Regions from separate parts of the Mus musculus genome. Here region 2 is linked to region 1. A link is a contact called in public Hi-C data. All regions are on one chromosome and are shown on one strand. Each heading gives the region's core, a stretch centred on a gene start, on an enhancer-like site or on the middle of the called end of the contact. The rest is flanking DNA. Distances are from core to core; before and after follow the strand shown.

The links. A called contact is a pair of places that touch in the nucleus more often than the background predicts.
Region 2: a contact with region 1 is called in a Hi-C map of the N1E-115 cell line, with 2.9 times the contacts expected there. The contact joins two enhancer-like sites. A contact is called at or near these places in 3 of 484 Hi-C or Micro-C datasets (the N1E-115 cell line and uterus) and 1 of 9 other capture datasets (embryonic stem cells).

The regions. Positions count from the first base shown.
Region 1 is chr6:92,423,444-92,427,297 of GRCm38.p6, reverse strand. Prickle2 (prickle planar cell polarity protein 2) reads left to right here. Exons shown (of 9, transcript NM_001081146.2): 4 at 1,605-1,718. Gm38862 (a long non-coding RNA gene) reads right to left here. Exons shown (of 4, transcript XR_869273.2): 4 at 2,612-3,854. Among named protein-coding and RNA genes, the nearest start is that of Gm38862, 21 kb to the right of the region's middle. Within about 2 kb of position 2,062, at least 20 of the 459 cell types and tissues checked have an H3K27ac peak or open chromatin away from gene starts, as enhancers often do. A contact at or near this core is called in the N1E-115 cell line, where this site is marked.
Region 2 is chr6:92,607,147-92,611,000 of GRCm38.p6, reverse strand. All of the region lies in intron 2 of Prickle2 (prickle planar cell polarity protein 2), which reads left to right. Among named protein-coding and RNA genes, the nearest start is that of Prickle2, 97 kb to the left of the region's middle. Within about 2 kb of position 1,865, at least 52 of the 459 cell types and tissues checked have an H3K27ac peak or open chromatin away from gene starts, as enhancers often do. A contact at or near this core is called in the N1E-115 cell line, where this site is marked.

The DNA of each region.
Region 1 (3,854 bases), core at 813-3,312:
GTATCTTTTTTTTTTTTTTTTTTTTTTTTTTTTTGGTCACACTCCAACTTGCTTTTGAAGACAGGGTCTCTCACTGAGCCTGGAACTTACTAATTTCTAGGCTAGCTGGCCAGGGAGATCCAGAGATCTACTTATCTCCCTAACCCCACTCTGGGATATAGATGCATGCTATTCCACTGCTTTCTACACTGACACAGGGGATCCAAACTTAGGTCCTTGTTCTCGTCACTGACTGAGCCACACTCCAGGCCCTTTCCTGTCAGTTTTTAGTCCTGTTTACTTTTCATGTGACCTGATGGTGATGGTACTAGTTAGAAAATGGGTTCTTTTCTTCATCAGTTAAGTTAAAATACAGGAAGACATCACAATGCATAGATGTGTATAGGCAAACACGCATTACAGACTTCTCAGGTCAACAAGGGTTCAGGGTATTCTACCTAGAGAGTCTCCTCTTTCCTGTTTCTACCGCTGTAAAGTGTCTGTGTGTCACTTCTGTAGGAAGGACATGGTCTTTGTCTCTGTCCAGGAGCACAGCCATATCTAAGGACCAGAGGATTGGGGAGTTTGCTGTGAGACTGAGTCTAATAGGATGGTAGAAGCTACACTCATAAAGCTTCACCCACATGACTGCCCTCTACCCTCTGGAAGCACTGACACACATAAACTCACAGGGGCACACATACACACATAAACATATAACAAATATTTAAATTAAAAATCAAGTTACACCATTTGTCTTCCCTTTCCTTCCTCCAATATGTAATATATATATACACACACACATATATATACATATATATTAATTCACAGAGAAGTAAAAAAAAAACTTCCTGCCTGCTGCTGGGAGAAAATTATTAAGCTGAGCCTGTTCTGTTTCTCCTTCTACATCCTAGGGGTGCATGGCCTCAGTAGAATATCTGCCTTCTTTTCTTAGGCAAAACTGGATGCTTGGTACTTTCTCCAGTGTTTAAGAATGAGCAGACATCAGAAGCTGCAGGGATGTATCTATTCTAATGAGCAGCATTTAGGAGACCAAAGGTCCTTGTGCTGTTGCTGTTCAGTTCTGTGTTCTGCAACCCGGCATTGAGTCTCTCATTTCAGAGCTGCCTACATTGAAAAACAGCTCAGACCTGGAGGGCTTTTGACGTAGGTGGAGGCTGAGACACCCAGGAACCTGCCGAGTGCCAGAGAAAGGTCTGAGAGCAGTATTTAGGCAGGCGCTGACACATCCCTTGGCTAGAGAGGTGCCTCCCTCGGGACAGCAGCGCAGAAAATGGTAAAGCAACACGGGGAGTCGGCTGGGAAAGCCTTGCCCTCTGGCTTCACCTGTGCATTTGTGAATTCTCCTTTGACAAGGAATTTCTTTGATTTTCTTTTCCCTCTCCAGAGAGGGATAGCCCCAAGTGAGGGGCAATTCACTTGGCTCTGTCTTTTAGGATGCTCTTCTGTGTGTGTGGTAGGAGAGACAGCAGTTGACTGTCTTGAGGGGTGGTAGGAGCAACGGAAGCAGCTGGCGTTCCACTGTGAGCCTTCCTCAGGGTGGTGAGGGGTGGTGGCACGTGGGGTGAATAATGGGCAAGCACTCTGTGTGTTCTGTCCCTCAGGTGCACCAGTATTATAGCTGCCTCCCAGAAGAGAAAGTCCCCTATGTCAACAGTGCTGGAGAGAAGTTGCGAATCAAGCAGCTACTGCACCAGCTGCCGCCCCATGACAATGAGGTAAGGTGCTCGGAGGGGCTTTTGTTGGTTTCCAGGACCTTCTGTGAATTGTCCCTCTTCCTAATCATTGTGATCAGTAAGATTGCTGCCAAAAAACTTCCGGCTATTGATATTAAATTTAGGCTTCCTTAGAATCTAAAGAAACTGGTAGATATTTCTGGGGACCGCTCCTCACCCCACCTCCTACCCCCCTCCCCAAAACCAGTCTCATCCTGGACTGGGTTAGACTCCAAGCCTGGCACGACTGACTAGTTCAGGAAACAGGAAGCACTAACATTTGAGAGCCCAGGCCAGTGCTCTCTGACTTGACTGTGTCCTGCCAGCCGCTTGTGGGAGTTGGGAAGATGACTAAGGACCACTTCATGCCCAGAAGAAACACTGTGAGTCTCTCAGATTCTCAGGATTGTTTCCTAAGAGGCGAATGAGCAGGCTCTCCATGTCAAGGGCAGCTGAAGTAACAGGTCTAGAATGGCAGCTCTCACTAGGATTTTTATCAAGGCAAAGTCAACCTTGTTAGAGTCACCCATCTTTGTCTTGGAAGTATTATGGGCATTCCCTTTTTCTAGTCCCAGAAACACAGCTCTGTAAGCAGGCATGTATTTATTTGAGTTTGATTAGTTTGATTTTTTTTTTTTTGAGGCTGGCTTTCACTTTTCTCAGGATAACTCAGAATGCTGTCAGCAGCTCAGTGACCTCTCAGATCTCCCCTCTCTGAGAGCTGGCTACAGACAACCTACCGTGCCTGGCCAGCGTCACTTATTATTGAAATGACATTGATCCTCAGGAAGAAGTCTGTAAGCAAGCTTTTAAAAGATTGTGTGGGAGGAAGTCAGGCTTCTAAGCTAGAAATTAATTTGTAGGTATCTGGTTTCAAGAATCAAGAATCTTACAGATTTGCACTAGTTAGCTCTATATTTAAAACAAAAGTATAATTAATTTTAAACTGAAAGAAAAAAATTACCCCTGTAGAGATCTGGATACCAGTTTCTACCAACTCATCACATACATGGCCTGAGTCCCAGGTGACATTTTTACATAAAAGGGAGTAATTTGTTTTTGTATTTTTATGGTGTGTGTGTGTGTGTAAAACACACATAATACAGCATGTATGTGAAGGTCAGAGAACAATCTGTGGGAATTGGCTCTCTCCTTCCACCATGTGGAAGGATCAAACTCAGGTTCAGAACATTATGCTTCGCAGCAAGCACCTCCACCCACTGAGCCATCTTGCTGGCCCCAAAAGAGACAGTCTGAGCCGCTACTACTGAGGAACTGAGACTGTAGATCATAGCACAGCCCTTGCCTAGCATGTGCAAAGCCCTGGGCTTAATCCTCCTCACTGCAGAAATAAATATATGAATCTGAATAAGTGAGACAACATCTCAAAAACTCAGGCGACTCCCTAGAAAGCTGCATCTCTCTCTCTCTCCTGCTGCTTATTTCATAGTTCATAAAACATACACAAAAGTTGGCTCCTTTAAAGATGAAAGCAAACATTGTAACCGGATGCCCAGTTAACTAATCTGGAGGTGAAAATGCAAGTTTTTACAAGCAGGAGGGGTGTGCCTGTTTTTAAAGCAAGCCCATAAAATGTCATTGGTGAAACCATGTTTTCTGGGCTGTTAGGTTTCTGGAACATTCCTCTGAAGACTTTTTTTTTTAACTATCACTTGAGAGAAGACAATGATCTGTCCCATGCTTGTAGTGGTTCATTCTGTTTATACTTAAAAGTACTTTCATTAAATAGACATCACTTGGATCACGACTCCATGTTGGTACAATGTGATCGATGAAAGCCAGTAGACAGGATTGATTCATTTGGCATGGTGGCATGGCCGCTTCTGAAGACAGAGATCGACTCTGAAGCAAAGACTTAATGGTTCTCTTTTCATGTAGACAACACGATTTGAACAGACATAGCTGTTCTGACTTTCAGATTAGCACACAACAGTCCTCTCATCGAAAGCTCTTCCTGTCATTGTCTTTATGAAAGATTATCTGCGCAATTCAGCCAACATTTCTAATATATAGATTACTCCAGAAGAAACCATGAAGAGCTTTAGGATCACATATCCCAAAGGAAGGTATAAGCATGACTTGGGGTAGGAGTTGAACATGGCAGTATATGACATTGAA
Region 2 (3,854 bases), core at 616-3,115, 180 kb before region 1:
CTTTTTTTTTCTTTTCCACATTGACTGCTATAAAATTAGAGCCAAATTCGTGGCCCATACATCTTTTGGGTAGGCAATGCAGCCTCGTTCTTGGATCTGTTTCACGTCCCTGTCCTCATTTTTCTTCTCCTTTTGTTCCTATTTTAAATTTATGCCATCTTATATTTCATATGTCCTCATAGCTGCCTTAAGTTCTCTCTAAAGTACGGCAAGGTGTCAATCAATGAATATGTGGAAAGGTGAAGAGAAGCCCCTGAAGTGTAAAGCCGGCGAGTGCCTCCTACCTCACAGAGGGAACAGTTCTTTGGGAAGCTCTGGAAGCCCCAGGGAGCCGGTGGGGAGAGAGGTAGGAGACAGCTCCAGCAAGACCCAGACTCCTCATCGGCACAGGAAATATGCCTTTGGCTGAGATTATTTAAGAAGAACTTAATTTTGGTAACTGGTTATTTTGCTTGTTTGGGCTGCATAGTGGGGCTCTAGATGTCACGCTGGGTTTTCCCATTATCTTTTTTCCTTTAGAAGTACCATATAATTTTCAAAATAATCAGTAGTCACCCATTCTGCTGCCTGACAGATACATATACATATATTCTAAGTGCAAGCCTTCATCCCCTGCACCAAATGGAAGCAGAAGAGTCTTTGTCTTAGGCGGTGATCTATCCTCTGGGCCCAGAACTGTTCTCCGTTATCTTGGTTGAATTAATGAATGAAGTAGCCTGGTTTCTCAAGTGAGAACAGCTTTCATTTCTTATTGTCGTTCACCCTGCAGTCCTGTCTGGTTTTATAATATTCTGTATTATTATATTCTGTAATAATGTTCTTGAAGGTGTTAATTACATTGATAAAACTGGAGCTGGTTCTTCCAAAGTCAATCGTTTGCGACTGAAACAGTGCTCTCCGTGTGACCCTTACACAGCTCTTCAGTAACCTCTGTCCTCGAGCCTCCCAGAGCCATCTGGAAATCATTCTAACCAACATCCCTTCTATATAATAGATCACTGTTTCCCTTTCTAATAGGGCTCTGGATCCCCAGAGCCCATAGCCAGCGCTGAGATGGGTTCCTTATCTCTGTTTCTTCGTTAAGAATGTGCACATATTTGGTTGCCAATGCTACAGTCCTCCACAGTGCTGCTCGTTGCAACAAAGGAAAGTGTTTGCCAAATGACTTGTCAGCATATGTTCTAGAACTGCACAGGCATACTGTTTGTAACTGGAAAATACCGATGCTGCTTAGTGAAAGATTAAGGACCAAGAAAGAGTGCATAGCTTTATTTAAAGGCACTTAGAAGTTCGGGTACAAACACAAGGGTGGGGTGGGAAGAAAAGAGAGAGGTTGTGGAGAGAATAGAAAGTAAGTAGATTGCAGGCAGTATACAATAAGATTCTGGAACCAAGGAAACCCGGTCCAGATTGCACTGCTGATGATGCATCTTGCACATCCCTAGCTAGCGTCCTCCCAGGTGATAACCTGTACAAGCCCACTGGTGATCTGTATCAGCTCTGTGGAAGAGAAGCATCCTTGAACTTTCCAAGGTCATGGCTCGAGCAAGCAACCCTCACACCCACTGAACCCCTAGATGGGCTGTGGAGTCAGAGGTGCTGGTGCTTGGCAAGGAAGATGCTGAGCCCTGAGATTGTCGCTTGTGCACTCAGCAGCTGACCATCCTGGTAGCCCCTGGGGTGAGCGGTTCATAAGCCTGGCCCCTTCTCTGCAGCAAAGGAACATCTGACTTCTTGATGTTCTCCAGACAATTTCCTAATTAGGAAACTCTGGCAGATCTCAAAGAGCAAACCAAACATGACTCTACAGTACAGGAGGAGCTGTACTGTGTACACAGAACACAGGCAGAACTATTCCTTGTCCTTGTATCCAATGCTGAATGAAGCTGACAGTACCAAGGTGGGTAGTGAGTGACATGGGGACACCTCTTATACTCACCCCTAAAACCAAAAATGGTGAGCAGCACTTGGGTTTGTTTTCATTAAAAGGCCAATTCTCATAGTAAAACCAAATACTGACCTAGTTTAGGCTTGCCTCATCTACCGTTCCTTGGACAATGTCAGCAAGTCAATGTGTTTATAGGACAGACATGGGTTCTGCTTAGGAGAAGAGGTTTCTGACAATTGCAATTCATATCGCCCTGGCAAATGTATATTGCAGTGTGCTGCATTCCTTTGTCATACCACAGAAACAACCCCACATTCAGTTCCTTGGAATGTTTCTAAATGTTTCTAAACTCAAGAATTTACAGTTGGGAGATCACGGCAGGGTATGGCAGTTTGATGGTTGTGACTTTGAGGATACCTGTCTGGGAACTAAGATATCGGACTAACAGAGAAAATAGTAACTGAAGAGCTTGTCCTGTCACACATGAGGCTGCTGGCTTCGGGCTCTTCTGCTTTACATTACAGTTTTCTCTGGATGGAAAGCAGCCTTCTCCCTCCCCCAAGTCATGTCGACAGGAAGAGATTTTACATTAAAAAGAGATTCCTCAGGAAATGAAGAGAATGTGGAGTTGGGTTGAAAATTTCCAAATGGTTTTTGAGTCAAGTGATTTTTGTCTTTCTGTCTGGTTGGCAAGGTGACCTCCCCCACAGCCCCACTCAAGCTGAGAGGAAGTCCACGCTGAGGACATGTAAGGCAGCCAGCAGCAACAAGGGCAGCAGAAAAGCCATCATGAGCATGAAATGTGGCTCATTACCAACCCAGGTGTACATCCTGGGCAATTGGCGATGCAGTTCTAGCAGATGAGAGATGAGAAGCAAACTTTGCCGTGGTTAGTGTCACAGCTTTCTCTGGCTAGCATTTGATTACAGCCGTGTATGTTCTTTTAAAGAAGCTAAAAAAACAAAACAAAACATGAGCTCGGGAGGAAGTGGAGTGGCAGGTCTCCTGCTGTCTACAGATTGTTTTAATCATGTTACATGGAAAGATGTGATGTTTTCTGAGAAAATTTGTCAAAACTAATAAGGCAATTTTTAAACCTATAACAACTCCTTCCCTTAGGGAATTCATGTAATTACTGGGGGCAACTCAGGTTGGCTCTGGATTTTCATGCTTTCTTTCTCCATTGCCTTCAAGTTCTACTTGGTGCTATCATAATATATGGTGTGATCTCAGAATTCAAACGGCCAGGGCAAGCGGAATGCTTTGAATTTGAGGACAACCTGGGCTACATAGCAAGACACTGTCTCCCTACCACCAACAAGCCTACTGGGAATGAACTATGACACCAAGCTATCCCTCCCAATGTAGTCCTGTAGATGTGTAAATAAATGTAGCATCATATCTTCTGGGGATAAAAATGTTGTTTTAATAGCTAGATGTGTTTGCATGGAGGCAGTCTCCATACAACAGTCTACAAGATGTCACACTCTAAGGATGTAGGAAACAAAGTTGGATATAATGTGGGTAAGGCTTTCATGGGGTGTCTTAGGTCTATAAAGATGCTAAAACAGAACTAAGAGGACTTTCAGGGATAAAGGACTCAGGCCCTACACAGACTACTATGTGATATGACTCTAAAGCAAAGTAAGAAACATCAACCCATGAGTATTGAGCCAAATCCTCCAACCTACGTGTGTGTGTGTGTGTATGTGTGTGTGTGTGTGTGTGTGTGTGTGTGTGTAACATACGTATGTGTACTTGTGTGTGGAGGCCAAAGGTCAACTTCAGAGGTTGTTTCTCAGCAGCCATCTGCCCTGGTTTTAAGCTATGCTTGTTGGCCAGTTAGTATCTGTTTCTATCTCCCCAGCTCTGGGATTTAAAGTATGAACTACTAAACCTGAATGTTTTCACATGGGTTCTGGTGCTCAAACATCTGTTCCCATGTATACAATGATGCAAATACTTC